Linked DNA regions of Sus scrofa: region 1 is linked to region 2. A link is a contact called in public Hi-C data. All regions are on one chromosome and are shown on one strand. The core of a region is the stretch at or near the end of the contact, and the rest is flanking DNA. Distances in the headings are between cores, read along the strand shown.

The links. A called contact is a pair of places that touch in the nucleus more often than the background predicts.
Region 1: a contact with region 2 is called in a Hi-C map of epiblast stem cells, with 1.8 times the contacts expected there. The contact joins two enhancer-like sites. A contact is called at or near these places in 7 of 47 Hi-C or Micro-C datasets (embryonic fibroblasts, epiblast stem cells, liver and 2 more) and 2 of 2 datasets of contacts at active chromatin or transcription factors (alveolar macrophages and skeletal muscle).

The regions. Positions count from the first base shown.
Region 1 is chr8:87,274,240-87,279,069 of Sscrofa11.1, reverse strand. The region is part of intron 4 of MAML3 (mastermind-like protein 3); the gene reads right to left. Among named protein-coding and RNA genes, the nearest start is that of MGST2, 120 kb to the left of the region's middle. Within about 2 kb of position 3,014, at least 7 of the 83 cell types and tissues checked have an H3K27ac peak or open chromatin away from gene starts, as enhancers often do. A contact at or near this core is called in epiblast stem cells, where this site is marked.
Region 2 is chr8:86,797,504-86,802,515 of Sscrofa11.1, reverse strand. The region is part of intron 3 of LOC110262151 (a long non-coding RNA gene); the gene reads right to left. Among named protein-coding and RNA genes, the nearest start is that of MAML3, 79 kb to the left of the region's middle. Within about 2 kb of position 2,150, at least 34 of the 83 cell types and tissues checked have an H3K27ac peak or open chromatin away from gene starts, as enhancers often do. A contact at or near this core is called in epiblast stem cells, where this site is marked.

The DNA of each region.
Region 1 (4,830 bases), core at 1,765-4,264, 480 kb before region 2:
TGCACGCAGGCCCCAAGCTGAGGCTGTGCCAGGTCACACAGGAGGAAAGCTTAGCAGGGCAGGGCAGGTCTGACCACTGACACGTCTGAGTAGGGCACAGACGCGGGACCTTGCCAACAGCCAGGGAACCACAGCAGGCTCTTAGAGGGACGACAGTGATAAAAGCATTACTTTAATAAGATTAAGCTGGAGTCAGGTAAAGCAGAGATTAGAACAGGGCTGGATCAGGAGAAAATGAGGAGCCAGGGTTGGGAGGCAGTGGAGAAATCCATCTGGGACCAGAAGGGAAGGTGGCCAAGACTTCTTTACTGACATGGGAACTGACGAGTAAAGAGTCACATTTAACTGCAAGGTATATTTTGGCAAGAATAAGAATTTACTGCTTATGGAGCTTCCTGGTGGTTCAACGAGTTAAAGACCTGGAATTGTCACTGCTGTGGCTTGGGTTCATGTCTGGCCAGAGAACTTCTGCATGCCTTGGGTGCAGCCAAAAAAAAAAAAAAAAAAAAAAACCAAAAAAAAACAAAACTCATCGTTTTCCACTATATAGGCAGGTGTCTGGGGCCCCACTTCCTCCTGTTCACTCGCTGAACCCCAGACCGCTGTTCTTCTCACTCTGCCCTCCCCGGGCTACTGGAAATCTGGAAGAGACAGCGATCCCTGCTTTTTTTTTTTTTTTTTTTTTTGTCTTTTTAGGGCCGCACCTGCGGCATATGGAAGTTAGTTCCCAGGCTAGGGGTCCAATCGGGGCTATAGCTGCCAGCCTACACCATAGTCATAGCAATACCATATCCAAGCTGAGTCTGTGACCTACACCACAGCTCACAGCAACACGGGATCCTTAACCCACTGAGCAAGGCTAGAAATTGAACTCACATCCTCAAGGACACTGGTCGGGTTCTTTACCCCTGAGCCACAATGGGAACTTCCCAGCGATCCCTGCTTCACAATTGAACGTAAGTTGTTCCAGTGTTCCTTGCCCTCCCCGCTTTTTAAATACTGAATTTATTTACGTGTGAATTTAGGATACTGTATTTTAAACACACAAGCTGGCTTTTAACCGGAAATAGGATGGTAGGTGTACACCGTGAATATTTTCAAAGCCCTGACAATATATCCTTGGGATGAAGATGCCAAACAATAACAGGAAATATGCCCCTGAATTACTTTGAGATGAAACCTTTAAATTTTTGTGCTTTCTTACCTGGTCCCCCAACTTTCTACTCCCTGCTAAGTGTTTCAGTTAACTTTTTTCGAGAAGGCCTGACAAAGAATAATGAAAGTTAGATGGTGACCCAGTTAAAAGCTTTTAAGGACAAATAGAATTCATAGCAAATATGCTAACTAAATATTTTCACCAAGGCTGTTAGTGGGTTTATGCTCTCCACTGGGTCAGAAAAGAAGTCAAAATCTCTCTTGGTCTTTAGGCTGAACCTTGTTTACAACAGAAGTGGTGTGATCTATTTTCCTAAGATAGTTGATGTTGCATTTATTCCACCAACCTTTAAGTCTCAACTAGGGATGGGAGTAAAAATCACTTCAAATAGAATAGTTAATCCCTAAAAAGCCAGTCAGGCCATTGCAAATTCATGATTGAAGAATATGTCCAGGTAAAAATATGCTTTATTATCAGTAGCTTGGAAACTAGGCGTTTCTTCTGAGAAAAACCTTCTCTTTGAAAATCTCCCTGCCCCTATTGAGACAAGGTGGCCAAGCAGGCCGTGCGGCGGGCAGGACTCTGAAATCACCGCGGGGCTCCGGGAAACCCACTGCCTCACCGATTTGTTCAGTCTTCTCATCTGAGGGAGGGGCCGCAAATCTCCCCATCCGTCTCCCTCGCGTGCTCGCTGGGCCCCTCGTTGCCATGGTCTTTTCCAGAGTGTCTGAAGGAACAAGATTCCTCCGACGTCTGACACTGGACCTCTGCAAGCAGCCAATTTGTTTTCCTTCCGCCTGCCCCTCCCCCGCCCGCCCCCCTCCCTTTCTCACACAAGAGCTTCTGTTCGTGCATCCGCCAAAAGTAATGCGTCAAACTACGATTATATTTTCTTTTCTGAAACAACTAGCAGAGAGACAGATCGCTCTCCTTCCTTTGACCAAGCAAAGGTAACCCGAGGCCCAGGGAAAGCGTTAGTGGGAGGGGGCTGTTGGGCCAAGCCAGCTCTTGTTGGGCTTCACGCAAAGGATTCTGGGCTTCCGGGTCCCTATTTTCACTCAGGGGCCACAGGCCAGCGCCACCTCTGGGTGTCTGTGTTTGGAACCAGCCCGGGCTGTGCAGCCCGCAGGCTTTCGGCCTGTGTTCTGGGGACAGCAAGGGGGGCTGAGAGCAGAACCGGGCCCTGCCCTGCAAATGTGCAGGCGATCAGGACTTAACTGTGGTCTCTGTAGAATGGGCTGCTTTTCAAAGGCGTTAGTAAGTGGAGGGAAAAAAAAAATCCATTGAGAATCTTACACGTTACAACCAAATCCACAGTTTGCACACTGAGAAAGGAAATATAATTTAGGAGTTTGTGTGCTGAGGAGGAGGGTACAGAGCGTGGGGAAACTTTTCCTCTTTTTAGACAGGGTTTTTTTTCCTCCAAGCATCATTATCCCTTCATTAAAAGAATGCATTTGCGGTGGGGGGTGGGGTGGGGAAGAACTTTAAAAAATCTGGTGTGATAGTCCTGTTCCCCCACAACCACCACGATTTTATCATGATCTCTGTTAAGAGCAGCAGGAATGCATGGGTAGAGCTGGAGGGCTGGGAGCTGAGACCCAGGGTCACCCCGGCCTGGGGTACCTGAGTTCCCTCCGTTCCTGGGTTCTCTGTACCACTGCCTCCAGCTCATCCAGAAGGGAACCCTTGGGAATTGAGGCTCAGGGCACCTGGGCCCCTTCCTAGGTTGGGGTCTCTGGTTCTGGTCTCCACAAGTCTCTTCGCCAATCCAATCCCTCTCTTTAGGGCCCTCAGAGAAACAGGCCCACCCCTCAAAACAGAGGCATTAAGCATTTGAACACTTGCATACCAGGAGGAGGGGCAAGACGCTGAAAAGAATGGAAGTCAGGTCAAAAGCATCCGAGACAAGGCTGTCTGGGACTGAAGGGCAAAAGCAGACAGCAAGGGAGAGAGGAGGCAAAACCCATAAATGCAAATGATTGAAATGGAGGGAGCAGGATGCAGCCGGAGAAGAAGCAGGCTGAGAAAAGTCCAAGAACAAACCCTGGCTGGCAGACGCCTCTATCCTCATCCCCGAAAAGCAGGAGGAGGTGCAGCTGGGAGACGTTCTTAGCCAAAGCTGTGCTTTCTGTAGTCTCTACCTTTGGGGGGTAAAGATCAAAGGCACTCCTGAGGTGACATTTTTTTTTCTTTCAGTCTCAATGCAAGTAGCCTTGAAAAGCTGAGCCACTGCAAGTGAGTGCTTCTGAGGTTGTGGGCTGTGGCATGGCAGGGGAAAAAGCGGGAAGGGCTCAGCCTGACCAGAGAGTTTGCTGGCAGCCATTTTTAAGGGCTGAAAGCTCACCCTGGTTTTCTGTCTCTGGCCTCAGAAGACAGCATGTCTTGGGGCCTCCCTTTGGGTGAGTGCCACTGGCCAACAGAATGTGGGCATGCTTGTGGCTGCCGGAGCCTCTGAGGCCCCCAGGGCACATCCTTCTTCCCGTCCAGGCCCTCCAGACGGGTCCTCAAATCACAACCTAACAGCTCCAAACAGAGCTCAAAGAGAACCAATTAATTTCCTCTTCAGGAAAGATAAGGGATTTCTTCACATTGGGGAAAAACAATGGTTTATAAATGTATAGTTACTCTATTTACAAAGACATGCTACACCCTGACTCTATAAAATAACAGCAAAGTTCATACTTCATCTGACACTTTTGCTTTTCCGGTATCTTTGCCTTAATACCAATTTTTAAAATATGAAACATATATTCATGCTAAAATGCTCAAAAAGTTTCTACTAAGAAAAATGGCTACTCAAGCACCATGGGGCCAAGGAATAGGTTTGGGGGCCTTAACATTACATATTTACAGATTATTATTTCCTTCCTAATCTGTTTTCTCCCAGATCTGAGTGAAAATCAGATTTTTTTTTTTTTTTTTTTTCCGAGGCAAAAACCCAGTTGCAGGAACAGCTCGTAAACCTCACCACAGACATAGTACTTGTGGCAACAGGAGCTGTTTCCTTTAGCTTCTGAGCTCTGGTAACTGTCAAGGGGGGGCCCCCACCGATCAGAGAAATCTGGAAAGACACGAGTCTGTCAGAACACGTGAAAGGACTTGACACGGAGGCCACGTTCGTGTTGCACAATTTGCATGAACACTTCTGGACAAATTCTGTTTTCACATGCAATTCACAGACCCGCAGCGGCAGTGCTAATTGGTGAGGTTGCCACTCAAGTGTGGGACTGAACAGGGGCTCTTGCAACACGGATGAATAATACAGAGTTTGGAGCAACGCAGTAATTATTTTTCAGTTATTTTGCATCACCAGCCTTCCATTATCTCTTTGTCCCATCCCCCCCCCCACAGTGGAGTTGAATAAGAAAATCCACTCCCCCCTCCCCAAAAAAGTGAGAGATTCGTGTTATTTGAAATCAGTTTAAGAATAGGAAAAGGCATGGCAAGGAACAGCGATCGTTTCATTAATATGGATGGATTATTCATGTCACTAGAGTGACAGGGAATTTGATTTTACCCTGAAGTGCCAATAGGATGCCAAACACAGCCGTGAAAAATACGAGAAACTCTGGATGGCAGAACTCTGGATGGATCCATCTGCAAGAACTCCGGTCCGCCAAGATAAGGCAGCTCACTGCCCATGTGATATTTCAAATGCTAAGTGGGAAGGA
Region 2 (5,012 bases), core at 901-3,400:
AGGAGTGGCTTAAGGGTGTGTTTTTGGTTCAGGGTCTCTCATGAGGTCAAGATATCGGCCAGGACTACAGTCATCTGAAGGCTTGATTGGGGCCAGGGAACCCAGTTCATCCAAGAGGATTTGCTCACAGGGCTGGGAGGCTGGTGCCAGCTGATGGCAGAAGGTCTCAGCTCCTTGATGCACAGACCACTCTGAATAGCCACTTAAGTGCTCTCTTGGCATTGGTGGCCAGCTTCCCCACAGTAAGTGATACAGGAGAGAGCAAAATGAAAGTCACAATGTCTTCTATGTGCCGGTCTTGTAGGTCACACACTGATTTTGCAATATACCCTTGGTTGCACAGGCCAGCCCTGCTTAACAGGGAGGGGACGACACTAGGGCATGAATATCAGGAGGCAAGAGTCCTGGGGGGCCACCGTGGAGGTTGGCTACCAAGGCTGCCTACTGTGCTCCTGGGAAGGTCTTCCCAATACCTGAGCTTCTCCCAAAAGTTACACAAATCTGATGCACATTGAAATGCCCAAGTGTCCTTTTAGAGAAGCATCAACAGTTCCTGACCTGCCTGCCTCAGGTAGGAGTGGCTCAGTGTCATGCCCTGCCTACCACACCTCTGCTTGGGGTAGCACCACACATGCGACAAATACTGCGAGTCACTGACCATCCAGGTACACACCATGGCTTCGAATGCAACTTTAAAGCAAGGCCCACCCCTAGAGAACCTTCCAGATGGAGTATTGCTCTAAAATGGGCAGCTGGTAGCCCCAAAGCATTAATAAGCCTAGTTAAGCGCCTTAGTTATACCTGTGTGGCTCTGGGGAGAATGTGCCCTCACTGGATTGATTTCTGCTCTTTTCTGGGAGGGAAATAAAGTTTGCTGACTAGGGAGTAGAAGAGCTAATTATTAGTCATTTGTGGGTTCAACTTGTTGGGTATCTCTATAAGTTCCAGTGATCATTCATTATGTTCTGCAAAATAATCTAACCCAATTCCAATGGTAAACTTAAAAATTTACTGAACAGCTATTACATGCTGGGCTGTTTATATACATTAGCTCCTTTCATCTTTATAGGAAGGTTTAGATAGGTCTCATGACCACCATTTTATAGAGCAGCAAACTGCAGCCCAGGGAAATGAAATAGCATATCCCCAAACTTCCCAGCTAGCACATGGGGAGTCAGAATTCCAACCTGGGCGCGTCTGACTCCAAAGCCCATGTTTATACACTGTCTCAGAACTTTCCAATGGAGAGGGGAAAACATGTATATGCAAGGGAGAGGAAGGAGAGGAGAAGGGCCTAACACAGCCCAGCCCAGCCTCAGGGGCCGGAAGAGGGATGGTGGCCGCGGGCTGCAGAAGGATGGCTGGGATCTTCTGTTGGGAGTGACCAGTCTGAGGATGTTCTGGGCTCTCCTCTTGGCCCCCTTCTCAGTCTAGGCAACAGTGATGCGAGATCTGTCTCAAGGGCAGCAAACTGCATCCCTTTCCCCTGCCTCTCCAAGGAGTCAGGTTGTTAATAACAACAGTTACTCCAGCCTGGTCTCCTACTAAGTTAAGTACCACTTTTAAAAAATCCTCGCTACATTCCTAAAAGTATTACTGCCGATTTGTATAGCCTGGGAGATGGAAGCTTGGGGAACATCCCCAAGGTCACAAAACCCCAGGTGTCAATGCTCACGTTTCAACCCAGGCTTCTGATTTTAGAGCCATCAAAAACCTTAACACCACGTTCTACTGGACAGAGGTTGGGGGTCGGAGGACCGCGTGGCCCTTTCACTGTCACCTGACATGGCTAGCCGGTGAACGTAAGGGGTAGGATCTGCCCGACTCCTGCAAGGAGGCTTGCTGATGGCACCAGACAGGCCCAGGCAGACACATGGGATCTTCCTGCTTTGAAGCTCACCAGATCTTGCTGCTTGGGGACCTGGCCCGCCCCAGGGCTTGTCCCTGGCGTTGGCATTACCTCAGTCAGAACGCAGCCCCACGCCTGGCTGGACAGCGTTTGGGGTAGGCTTGGGCTCTGATGCCTGGGATGAGCGAGCTGAGGAGGAAGACATCCAGGCTTAGGCAGGCGCCAGGCACCGGGGAGTGGGGCTCTGCACCGAGATCACTATCCCCACCCTCCAGCGTCTGTCTGCTCCTTTGGCCGCAGCCCTGGCGGAGCAGAGCAGAGGGATGGTGGGCGATGGAGGGAGCGCCCTGCTCCTGGGCCCCTGGGACCTGGAGGCTTTTGTGTATTCGGAACCAGATTCCCCGCCTCCCATTCCCGCTTTCTTTTCCCCTAACCGAAGTCCCAGTAGAGTATCCAGCAATTAGCACGCTAGGAGCGGGTGGAAGACGGCGGCGGGCGGGCGTGGGGGCGGCGAGACCCCTCCCACCGGGATCTGTGCAGCGCCCCCGCCTGCGCTGCCTTCGTGCGCCACCTACCGGCTGCTCACGGCTGCTGCGAGCCCGCCAGCGCTGTTCCTAGGCAGATCTTGATCTCCGTGGACAATAGACAATGGGAATTTTTTTTAAACAATGATTTATTTTGGGGGGTGGGGATACGGAGAAAGGAGGGAGGAAGCAGCAGTGTGTTTGTCATCGCTTTAGAAAAAAATCTCTGTTCTATCATTGTTTCTGCATATCCATTATATTGAAGACAAAAGAATCCCGTTCTGGAACAACAAAGCCAAGGGAAATGTTTTCTGTGGCTGACATTTAATTGCGTGCACAAGGTGCTACATTATCATGGGGAGAGATTGTAAAAAGGATAGGGCGCAGCTTCGGTTCAAAAGCCTGACTTTTTCTGCTTTAAGCTGTGGTCTTTCTTACATGAGCCCGGTTTTATATTGCCTCATATACCTCTGCTCACGTTATGCACACACAATTCTACGTTTCTGTGTAGTTTCCCATCCCATCGTAAGGATTCCTTGTGGATTATTTTCACACCACCTCCAAACTGTGTTCTTTTACAGCTAACAGAGATAATTATGCTTCCTTTCACAACCTCCCTACACATTCCTTACGAAAAGGATCTTAATTTTCAGGAACTGTTTAGGAGCCTTGGAGAACTCTTAGTCCAGCCCCCTTGTTTTACACATGAAAGAGGAAGAATGCCTTGTCCAAAGGCACACAAATTATTAGAGATGGAGCCAGGACCCTGGCATCCGGAGCCCTGGTTTCTATTATGACCTGCTGTTTGATGTCTTGACTGGCTTGCCCTCGTGGTGGCCTCCGTTCTGGCTGGAGAAACCCTCACACAGAGAGCTGTGTGCACAAAATGGGTGATAACTCAGGATGGGGGTGGGGTGGGCAGAAGCTTCCTTGATGGTGGCAGCCTTTTTATTCCCTTTTTACCCACTGCCCTCTGTACAGGGTACAGAGAAGCAGGGGGTTGGGGGGTGGGGCAAGTGAACGTCATTTTAATCCATTGATTTTTGCTATTTTGCTGTGATAGGTTAATATGTAAAACCTATGCAATTATCCACAACTTTGCTGAAAATGCTTTTCCTGGGATACAGAGCTTGAGCACCCATGCCCACCCCCAGTGCCAACCTGGCTCTTATCTTATATGGAACCTGTTCTCAGTGGTCCCTTGACAAGGTGGTTTGCCCTTGGGCACTTGAATAAGACTTCCTCTTAGGTTCATGAACAGTCCTTGGGGAGATGCCGCTAGCTGATCATGCTCTAGAACAGACATTTTTCTTCTGCCGCCTTCCAAAACACGCTACAGCAGACAGCGCTTCCCTTTCAACTCTTAGCTGTGTCACACTGAGACAGCAGAGTTTTCAAGTCGTACATGAGAAGCTCAGTAAACACCTTTGCACATCCAAAATAAGTCAACCCATCATGGAAGCCTGCTTATCTTAAAGGTTGCTCGGTCTGTTTAAAGCAAAGAGACTAATCTCACAATCTGCAGACAAAGAGACAACAAGCCTAGGAGGTTTCAAAACAAAAGGCCAGAACATTCCCTAACTCTCTTTAAACTGTCTTCTAAAAAGCAGAGAGAAGGAGAAAACACACTTGGATTGTAAGCAATTCTTAAACCTTTCTGCTGAGTTTTGGTACTTTAAGAGCTTTGGTTTGTACAGCAGCCATGTGACATGTTAACAGGGAGTCTGGATCTCAAAATCTCCTGGTTTTCATCTGTTTTTTTTTTTTTTTTTTCCCCAACCAGGTAGGGATTCATCCTGTCTCTCCAAAAAGACCCCCAGTTCAGTGATACTTTAATATGACCACCACACACCTATAAACACCAAGCCTCAAGGATTCTGTAAGAATCAAATGTGATCAAATAAGAGGATGTAGGTGAAAGTGCTTTGAAAGCCTCAAGTACTCTTCCGACGTGAAGAATTATTCCCATGTATTTCAATACTTTGGAAAGTACTGAAATCATTCATTGGAGCTGGGCTATAACTCTTTGGTAAAGTTTTGATTCAGCCCATTTTTCAGATAGGAACTGAAGGTTACACGTCAAAGGTAATGTTTACTGTAAATTTTAGAATATCTGATCTCGTCTTTGGAAAAACCCTCAGATTGTGTTGGAATCTGGTAAATGCTAGAATACTGGTGACTCACTGCTTCTCCATTGTCCTCATGTGGTTGTTTGCACATACAAACGATAATTTTTGGATGTCGGTTTTCTCAAATCGTGGTGCAAGCAGCTATTCTTGCTTTTGCTTTAGTCACCATTCTCTGTACTAGAAAGTGTATTTAGAGTTGTAAAAACTGTTTCTTCATTTGCAGCTTAAATTTAAATATGGAATACAGCAACTAAAGTAGGCTCTTGGTCAGATGTAGGAGTCGCCATAATTCAATCTGGTACCTCTGGCACATGGCCCTCATTTCTCCACGCACAAGGATGCCACATCGCTAACTGCACAAGTACCTACGTCACAGGACTATTTACACAGCACCTATTCTCATGGCATCTCTATTTAAGGCACCTCAAGCGGTATGCAGACTGTACTGGGGAGATAAGAATCTTTTTTTTTTCTTTTTTCTCTTTAGGGTTGCATCCACCGCATATGGAA